2 separate regions of the Mus musculus genome follow, and region 1 is linked to region 2. Evidence: chromatin contacts called from public Micro-C data. All regions are on one chromosome and are shown on one strand. The core of a region is the stretch at or near the end of the contact, and the rest is flanking DNA. Distances in the headings are between cores, read along the strand shown. Region 1 holds the start of Ggn (gametogenetin). Region 2 overlaps Ryr1 (ryanodine receptor 1, skeletal muscle).

Region 1 (4,373 bases), core at 857-3,356, 110 kb before region 2:
ATGCCGTTCAGTGCCATCAGGAGGGCTCACCCAGTCGAATTTGGGCTTTGAACCTGGGAAGGTGGTGTAAGGGGGCGGCGGTAGAGCCCGGGCAAGGGGAGCAGGCACCGAAGGGGGACCAGAACACCCTTCGCCATCTCCGTCACCACCCTCGGTTTCCTGAGCTGCACGAGGGACCTCTCCCAAGGGACGAGTGGCTCCAGGAGGGACCTCTCCCAAGGGACGAGTGGCTCCAGGAGGTTGGGGCCCTTGCTTCAGGACCTCAGCATAGGAGATGGCCCCAGAAGAGGCAAACAGTCCGCCACCACCGGCCCCGGGTGAGGCTTTGGCTGCTAAGGGACCCGAGGCCGATGTGGGGGACAAATGGGGCCCCGACTTGAAGGTGACTTTACACAGCAGACTCAGGCCAGACTCGGAAGTAGCAGACCGAGCCATTTCGCCCTCTCCAGCTTGGGGAGGTACCCCTCCGTGGGCTCCCCCGGCCGCCTGACCCTCGCTGCTGTGTCTGACCTGACTTTCTGTGGGGCTTGTGGCCGACGAGGCCAGAGTGATTCTGCGGCTCAGGGGCTGCGGATCGCAAGTTGATGGTGCTGGCGGTAGTTGTTTCCGAGGTTCCAGGGGCGTCGGAGGTGGGGCTGGGGCCCTCAGGACCGGGTCTTTTTCGGTCAGTTGCCGGGGCAGCGGTGGCAGCGGGCGGAGGCTTGGAGGGTCACCCTGACCACGATGGCTCGCCTCCAGAAGACCGCGGATCCGAGGCACTGAAGTGCCCGTGGGTTTTCGCCACTTAGATGGCGCAGGCAGCAGGGTCCCCACGGGGGGCGGGGGTGGTGTGGAGACCGCAGCCGCCTCCTCTGGAGGGGGTGTCACTGGCGAGGGCAGTTCTAAGGTCAGGGGCAGGGGCGAGGATGAGGCCTGGGGCTCCGGGGGTATCAGGAGTCCCGGGGGCCCGGAACTGCCAGGGAACCAGACGCCCAGCCCTCGAGCCAGGCGCATGGCAGGGGATGAGGGGGTCACCTCGGGCTCCACTAGAGGCGTCCTGCGGGAGTCGGAGGCGCGGTCTGAGGCCTGCTCTTTTCGGGAACCCCCGCCCGCGGACGGCTCCGACTGCACGTTCCCCATTTTTGAAGAAGGTCGGGGACTGTGGTTAAAAAAACTTTCACCAGTCAGTCGGCGGGTTCTGCGGGGACTCCACGGCTCAGGCTGTTCTTGGACTGCCCCTGTCTGCATTGGTCTGCCCTGTCCTCCAATATTATCTCAGCCCCCGGCTCTTAAGTCTTCAGTTCTCCGATTCGCCATGGTCACGCCCCCTTCCCCATGGTCTCAAGGCTGCAGTTCTTACTCTTCGAACCTAACTTCTTAGTGTACAAAGGCGCCAACCCTGATCCCTTGGATCACATCCCTAACACTTTTGCCACTCCCGGGATCTCCAGGCTCCAGGAGTCAGTCTCGCCAGCCTCTCTGTTGAAAGTTTCAAACCACATGGGTAATGATGGTTATGCCCAATAGCCAACAATGAATTCACGCTTCTCTTTCAACACTAGTCTAACCAGGCCCCGCCCCATTCTCTAGTCGCTCCTGATTGTCAAGAATCCGGCCATATCCTCGCCCCTCACCGCCCCGGATCAGGTCCGTCTCTGCCTAACAAATACCTGGGACTGTGATCTAATTAGTTCCCTAGTCCTTCAGTCCTAACCCTCCGATCACCCACCGTCTCTCTGTGTCGATCATTTGGATCCCTCCCTCTTCCTAGCCAGCAACAAATCCTCAAGCCTCTTAAACTTTTCCCGCTTGGCGTTTGTGACAGATCTTAACTTAGGCTCCACCCCTTTCCTAAAGCTCCGCCCAGCTCCGCCTCTTAAGTGGACCCAACTCACCGACTCCTCCAGCCGACCAAAGATCAGATCACTGCCCCGTGGGCCCAAGGCAGGGCGGGGAACGGCCGTAGCAGAAAATAACCGAAAAGAACGGGTGTGCGGGTGAAGGCAAGTGGGCGAGACAGCGAGGACGACCCCCGAGATCTAGGCCCCGCCCCGAGCTCGAGGCCCTGCCCCCTGCAAGCCAGCTTGAGTGCAGCCCTTCAAACCTGGATCACCCTTAGAAAAATACAGAAAACTCTTCATAGTGGGTAGGCAGGCCCCTTCTCATTAAGCCCCACCCCTTTATAATGCCACACCCCTCTCTCTTAAGCCCCTCCCCGGACCCCCACCCATGGCAAACACTTGCTACATAGCTCCTCCTTTTGAGCCTCTTATTTGACCTGTCACTAAGGAAATTTATGTCCAAGCTCCGCCTTGCTAAGTCCAGGCAGCATCTCTTTCTAAGACCCTGTCTTTCCTGGGATGGCTCAGAAGGTCCACCCGCCCGCCCCTTCCGTGACGCACCCTCTCAGTTCCTTCAGCGTCCAAACCTCCTTCCTTACTCAGGCTCCCAGGCCCCTCCCCTTTTCGAACCCTGCCAGGCATCCCGCCCCTCCCATTCAGAGCCCTGACCGTGGACCACCTTCTCTCTAGAACCTTGGGACCAGGGTCTATTTCTGTTCCCTTCTCATATCATCAGGGACCAACCGTTCAGATAAGTGGAAAAGTGGGGATTCCCTTCTGGGTCCCGAGAAAATGGGGGCTATAGATGTTCGTTGTAGCCCTAGCCGGGCTCTAGGACCCAGCGGGCATGTACGCCTGCCTTGCTTCTACCCCTCCCCCAAGCCGCCCCCTCCCCCACACACATCTTCCAGGTTCCCCCTCCCTCCCCCCTCGCCCCGGCTCCCGGTGCCCGTCTCCAGCGCCGCCGGAGCCAGTGAGGGAGCGGGAGAGAAGAGGAGGAGGAGGAGGAGGAGGAGGAGGAGGCCGCGTCGCCGCCGCTCGGAGCCCGGCCGGAGCCTCCCAGGCAGGTGCCCAGAGTGGCGAGGGGGCGGGGGGCTGACGAGACTGCCTGCCAGGGTGAGGGGGCAGCCTGGATCGCATCTGTAATCCTCTGCCCACCCTTGCACCCTGCGGACACAAGCTGGGAGAACAAGAGGGGTGGGGGCACCAAACTACGCGGTAGCCATTTGGGGTGCCAATCTCCATTTGGGGGTCCTGGACTTCTTCCGAGGATGCCCCATTCACAAAATTCTGTCGTGGACCCTCGCCATTGAGGAACTCTGATGACTACTCTCCCCGGGAAAATAGATGTGTGGGAGCATAGGACACCCCAAGATCTCAGTGCCCTATCTCAGCTAGGCCTTTGGGGGGGACCCCAGCCCTCTTTCCCCGCTTCACCTGTTGTTGGGGGAGGCGGGCGGACAAAGGAAGCAGTGTCACGTGACTGCTCATTCACAAAATCCCATCCCATTGAGAAAAGGGGGCTGGGGGCGCTGTGGCCGCCCCTTCCCCTCCTGAACGGCTGGGGAAACCCGACATCCTGCAGGTGGGGGAGGGGGCTAGAACTCGTTGCCTGGGCTCATAAGGTTGGGACTTCATGCTCCATGAGCCTGGGACAGTGGGGCTGAATGGTAATCCTGATTGCTGGGCGGAGGGCTACATCCCCTAAACTGGGGGCGGGGTAAAATGTTTCTGAAGGATGGCGGGGGGCGGGGGGGTGAGGGGCTGGATCATTATCTCCCCTCCCATCTCTCTTGGCTTCCCTCAACTGAGACCAACCGGAGCAGCCTTGATTTTTGTGAATGAAATGCTCCTTGTATCTTTTCGGTCTCCGGTTGCTGGTTTTCTCTGCCTCCATCTCCTTCTCGGCCTCTCTTTCTGGCCATTTCTGGTTCTCTCTCTGCTCCCTGCCCATCTCCTGGTTGCTGGGTGACTCAGTGAGCTTTGCATCCGGTCTCATTCATAAATCCGGGAAGGGGGGGGGGGGAGAGAAGCCAGGTTTCTCACCCAGTTAGTGGCCTGGGTGACTAGGGTGCGGAGGCAGTGTTGGGGGCACTGAAGCTGAGTTGATGAGTCCAGAGAAAATATATATGCGCAGGAATCCAGCTGTGAGAGGGGACAATGGGTGGGGCTATGGGTTTGTGATGAGAGGGAAGGAGACTGGGGTTGAGGGGGATGAGCTGTAGGGGGAGGGGAAGTGGCAAACCCAGGCTAAGGGGGTGGAGATAAGGGAAGGTGCTGAAGAGGTGGGGATGGCGAGAAAAGGTAGATACGAAAAAGGATGGTGGGCAAGATGTCACTAAGAAGAAAGAAGCCATGATAGAAGAAAGTGGGCAAGGGGTGGGTGTACTGGTGGCTTGAGGGTGAGGTAAATCCAGAGGTAAGGGATAAAAGACGAGGGCAGGGTTAGGGAGAACGCTCAAACCGGGAACAAGATTTGAGTTCACGGCCTGTGTTGTTTCTGTCCTCCCCACCTCCTCCAGGTACATGGTGCGGGTCCGAGCCGTGGTGATG
Region 2 (3,933 bases), core at 164-2,663:
ACTTTTGACCTCTGACCTTCACATGCACACACACTGGAACACATACATGTATCACACAAACATGCACACATGGAAAAATATAGATGCTGTGACATCACTCCCGTTGTATTTTGTTTTCTCTTTATAGTTTTTTTGTCTAAATCTTGAACCTCCCTGCCCCCTGTTGTCCTGATGGATTTGTACAGTCAGTGAGGATCTTAACCTTGGCTCTGAGGGAGGGGTTTATGCTGCCTGAAACCATACACACGTGTGTGCTAGGTTCTCGAAGAAGTGTTATCATGTTCATCAAAGATATCTGAGGCAAAATAAGTCCCTCCCGCTTATAGTAAGCCCCTCCCATGTCCTCCTTCTTTCTTTTTTGTTTTTATTTGTTTGTTTGTTTTTGGTTTTTGGTTTCTTTGAAGCAGGGTCTTTCTGTGTAGCCCTTGCTGTCCCAGAACTCACTCTGTAGACCAGGCTGACTTCTAACTCAGAAATCCGCCAACCTCTACCCCCACTCCCTGCACTCGGCACCCCAGCACATGCTGGGATTAAAAGTGTGGGCCACCACTGCCCAGCCTATGTCCTCTTTTCTAATTAATTTTTGGGCATTAATTTATTTAAGAATTGGGTGTGGTCCAGTGGTAGAACACTTGCCTAGCATGTGTGAGGGTCCATGTTCCACCCCCAACATCACAAATTAAAGCAACAGCAACAATTAATTTGATCCTCAACCTACCTTGTGCTGAAGGTACTACAATAATCCCACTTTACAGATAGGGAACCTGAGGCCAGAAGAGAGCTGGTCTTGGCTGAGTTACAAAGCATAAATATTGGTGACAGAGAAGGTGACATGAGTTGGGCACAACCCAGACCCTCACTCTCTCCTCTCCAGTGGATGACGTACAAGTGTCTTGCTACCGAACGCTCTGCAGTATCTACTCTCTGGGAACCACCAGGAACCCCTATGTGGAAAAGTGAGAAAAATGGGACAGATTATTGGGTTTATATAGACACTTAGAGACTATTGGGATGAAAGGAGGGGGCATGTGAAGTGGGGAGGGGGTGCAAAGCTGGACATATTAAAATCTTGAACTTGCAACTAAACTAGGGTAACTGAAGTTCACGCCAGAAGCCAAAAGAGGGCGCTAGTGGAAAGGCCAGGGATAGAAACAGGCTGTGGGATCTGGGAGAGTGGGAACCAGACACATAAGGAGGCTTGAGTGACTTCTCTGGGAGCAAGCTTGACCGGGCAGGAGACGTGCAGAAACGGGGCAGCAGCATGCTGGAGATCGCTAGAGAGGAACATTTCAGTCTGCGTACAAGTCTTTTTGCCAGGCACGCAGAGAAGGGTGCACACGAGAGCGGCGCCTGCAAATCTGCTCCAGAACGGACCACTAGGGACGCTCCTGTGCAGAATGGGCTGGGGCTCAAAACTCAGCGGAGGGGCGCATGGAAACTAACTGCAGCTCTCCTTCCAGACTGCGGCCAGCCCTGGGGGAATGCCTGGCCCGCCTGGCCGCAGCCATGCCAGTGGCATTCCTGGAGCCTGAGCTGAATGAATACAACGCCTGCTCTGTCTACACCACCAAGTCTCCTCGAGAGCGGGCCAGTGAGTCGCGTGGGCTGGGGCAGCTGTCAGGGGCACAGGAGAGCTCGGGGTGAAGTGCTCCCTAAATCTGAGCTGTGATGGGGCTGAGAAGTCTCTGGGATACTAGTGTTCCACAACAGCCAGACCTTGAGGGATCTGGGCTGTGCTGTAAGGGGCCATCCAAAGCTACTCCTCTGGGAGGGTTAGGGGGACAGAGATGAAGTTTGGAGCTGTGAGGCTGACTATGGATTTGGTAATGCGAAGTTTAGGGAGGCAGGTACCTTGTGGTGTCCTAGAGGTTTGAATGACCCGAGCTTATCGTGGATATTTTTCATTCACAATGTCTGCGGAGTGCCACTTAGGGGCAAGAGTCAGAGGTGGTGGCCACACAAGCCACAGGCAGGCATCCTGTCTTCTCAACCCTGGGGTTAGAGCCAGGAGTGGGGCTCAGAAAATATCCAATCAGGAGAGTCATGCTGTGCTCCCCAAACCCAGCCGAGTGTGGTAGCATGAGCTTGTACCCCGAAATCTGGAATATAAGAACTGGAAGGCCTTCTCCGGGGCCATCTTCACTCCTTAGAAAGTTTGAGGCCAGCCTGGACTACATGAGGCTCAGTCTCCTCCTCCCCACCCCCCACCTTCAAAAAGAAAAAGAAAAAAAAATCCTACTTCCAGCCCATGGAAGGGAACAGTGGGTGATGGACTGTGGGTTTCCAGAAACAAAATTGGAGTCTGGAGCTGAGACCTGAAACTGGGGGGCTCCAGATGGTGGAGACAGCCCAGGCCTCTCCTCTTCCTGCTCTGAGGGCTGAGGTGGGAGGGTCTAGCATGGGGCCCACCAGGGTTGGAAAGCACTTTTTTTGCAACTTGCCACGTAGCAGACATAGAGTTAGGGTGATTTTAGGAGTGAAGGTGTTTAGGGCTCAAGGCTTGCGCGAGACCCCATCAGAATAAAAAGTTGAGGTTCTTGCTTCAGAAGTTCAGTGTGGAAGTCCCACATCGTTCCAGGCATGGAGTCACACGCCCTTACTCCCAGCACTCTGGAAGCAGAGGCTGGTGGATCTCTGTGAGTTCAAGACCAGCCTAGTCTACATAGTGAGTTCGAGGCCAGCCTCTTCTCCATAGTGAGATCAAGTTCCATGCCAGGGGTATATTTAGAGGTTGGGGACAAATCTTGTATTTGGCTTTAGGGATTAATGATGTTGAGGTGTAAAGTTCTTGGGGGGTCACAGTTTCAGTGGGAAGCTGTGGAAGGCACCTGGGTTGGAGGCTGAGATAGGCAGGATGGGCTCTTGGAGACTCTTTCAGGTATAAGGTGGTTTAGGTGTCAGGCGGGTTGTAGGGAAGGTATTGGATTGACAGTTGGCATACCCTGACCTATCCCTGCACCCCAGTCCTGGGGCTTCCCAACAGCGTGGAGGAGATGTGTCCTGACATCCCAGTGCTAGAAAGGCTCATGGCAGAAATCGGGGGGCTGGCCGAGTCCGGAGCACGCTACACAGAGATGCCGCATGTCATCGAGATTACGTTGCCTATGCTGTGCAGCTACCTGCCCCGCTGGTGGGAGCGAGGGCCTGAGGCGCCCCCACCAGCCCTGCCTGCGGGCGCCCCGCCACCCTGTACAGCGGTCACCTCCGACCACCTCAATTCCCTCCTGGGGAACATCCTCCGAATCATTGTGAACAACCTGGGCATCGATGAGGCCTCGTGGATGAAGCGGCTGGCCGGTGGGTCTGCAGGACAGTGTCCCCTGGGGAGCAGGGTGCTGGGGTCCCTGGATGTCAGAGGTCATGTGTGAGTAACACCCACTCTCCTGCAGTGTTTGCCCAGCCCATTGTGAGCCGTGCCAGGCCGGAGCTCCTACGCTCCCACTTCATCCCTACCATCGGGCGATTGCGTAAGCGGGCAGGGAAGGTGGTGGCTGAGGAGGAGCAGCTGCGCCTGGAAGCCAAGGCAGAAGCTGAGGAGGGTGAGCTCCTGGTCCGGGACGAGTTCTCCGTGCTCTGCCGCGACCTGTATGCCCTCTACCCACTGCTCATCCGCTACGTAGACAACAACAGGTCAGCATGGCCAAGCCTGTCCTGACTCGGGCTATTCCTCAACTGCCATGTACACTTGCAACCCCTCCAGACCCTTCCAGCCTCTCCATTCCTAGCTTCTCTGAGCTGGGGAGATGGCTGAGTAGATAAAGGGATAGGTTCTGGACTTGAACCCCAGAACTCATGGGAAGCTAGCTGCAGCAGCACACGTCTGTAATCCCTGTACCCCTGTGGTGAGATGGGAGGTGGAGAAGGGACAGTCTCGGGAAACTCGTAGCCCACCTAGCCTGAAGCTGCAATGGTGGCCAACGAAGTGACTGTCTC

The links. A called contact is a pair of places that touch in the nucleus more often than the background predicts.
Region 1: a Micro-C map of muscle stem cells shows a contact between it and region 2, with 1.9 times the contacts expected there. The contact joins the promoter of Ggn here to the enhancer-like site in region 2. A contact is called at or near these places in 16 of 39 promoter capture datasets (the 3T3-L1 cell line, 3T3-L1-derived adipocytes, the C10 cell line and 9 more), 18 of 484 Hi-C or Micro-C datasets (B cells, the G1E-ER4 cell line, bone marrow-derived macrophages and 8 more), 19 of 115 datasets of contacts at active chromatin or transcription factors (the 230-238 cell line, the HPC-7 cell line, astrocytes and 9 more) and 2 of 9 other capture datasets (adipose tissue and pancreatic islet).

Annotation. Positions count from the first base shown.
Region 1 is chr7:29,167,943-29,172,315 of GRCm38.p6, reverse strand. Ggn (gametogenetin) reads right to left here and starts at 2,106. Exons shown (of 3, transcript NM_001358852.1): 1 at 1,875-2,106; 2 at 1-1,138. The coding sequence starts at 1,119. Spred3 (sprouty-related EVH1 domain containing 3) reads left to right here and starts at 3,669. Exons shown (of 6, transcript NM_182927.3): 1 at 3,669-3,796; 2 at 4,343-4,373. The coding sequence starts at 4,347.
Region 2 is chr7:29,059,166-29,063,098 of GRCm38.p6, reverse strand. Ryr1 (ryanodine receptor 1, skeletal muscle) reads left to right here. Exons shown (of 106, transcript NM_009109.2): 64 at 875-956; 65 at 1,461-1,591; 66 at 2,965-3,297; 67 at 3,390-3,630. Among named protein-coding and RNA genes, the nearest start is that of Gm26604, 10 kb to the left of the region's middle. Within about 2 kb of position 1,413, at least 43 of the 459 cell types and tissues checked have an H3K27ac peak or open chromatin away from gene starts, as enhancers often do. A contact at or near this core is called in cerebral cortex and muscle stem cells, where this site is marked.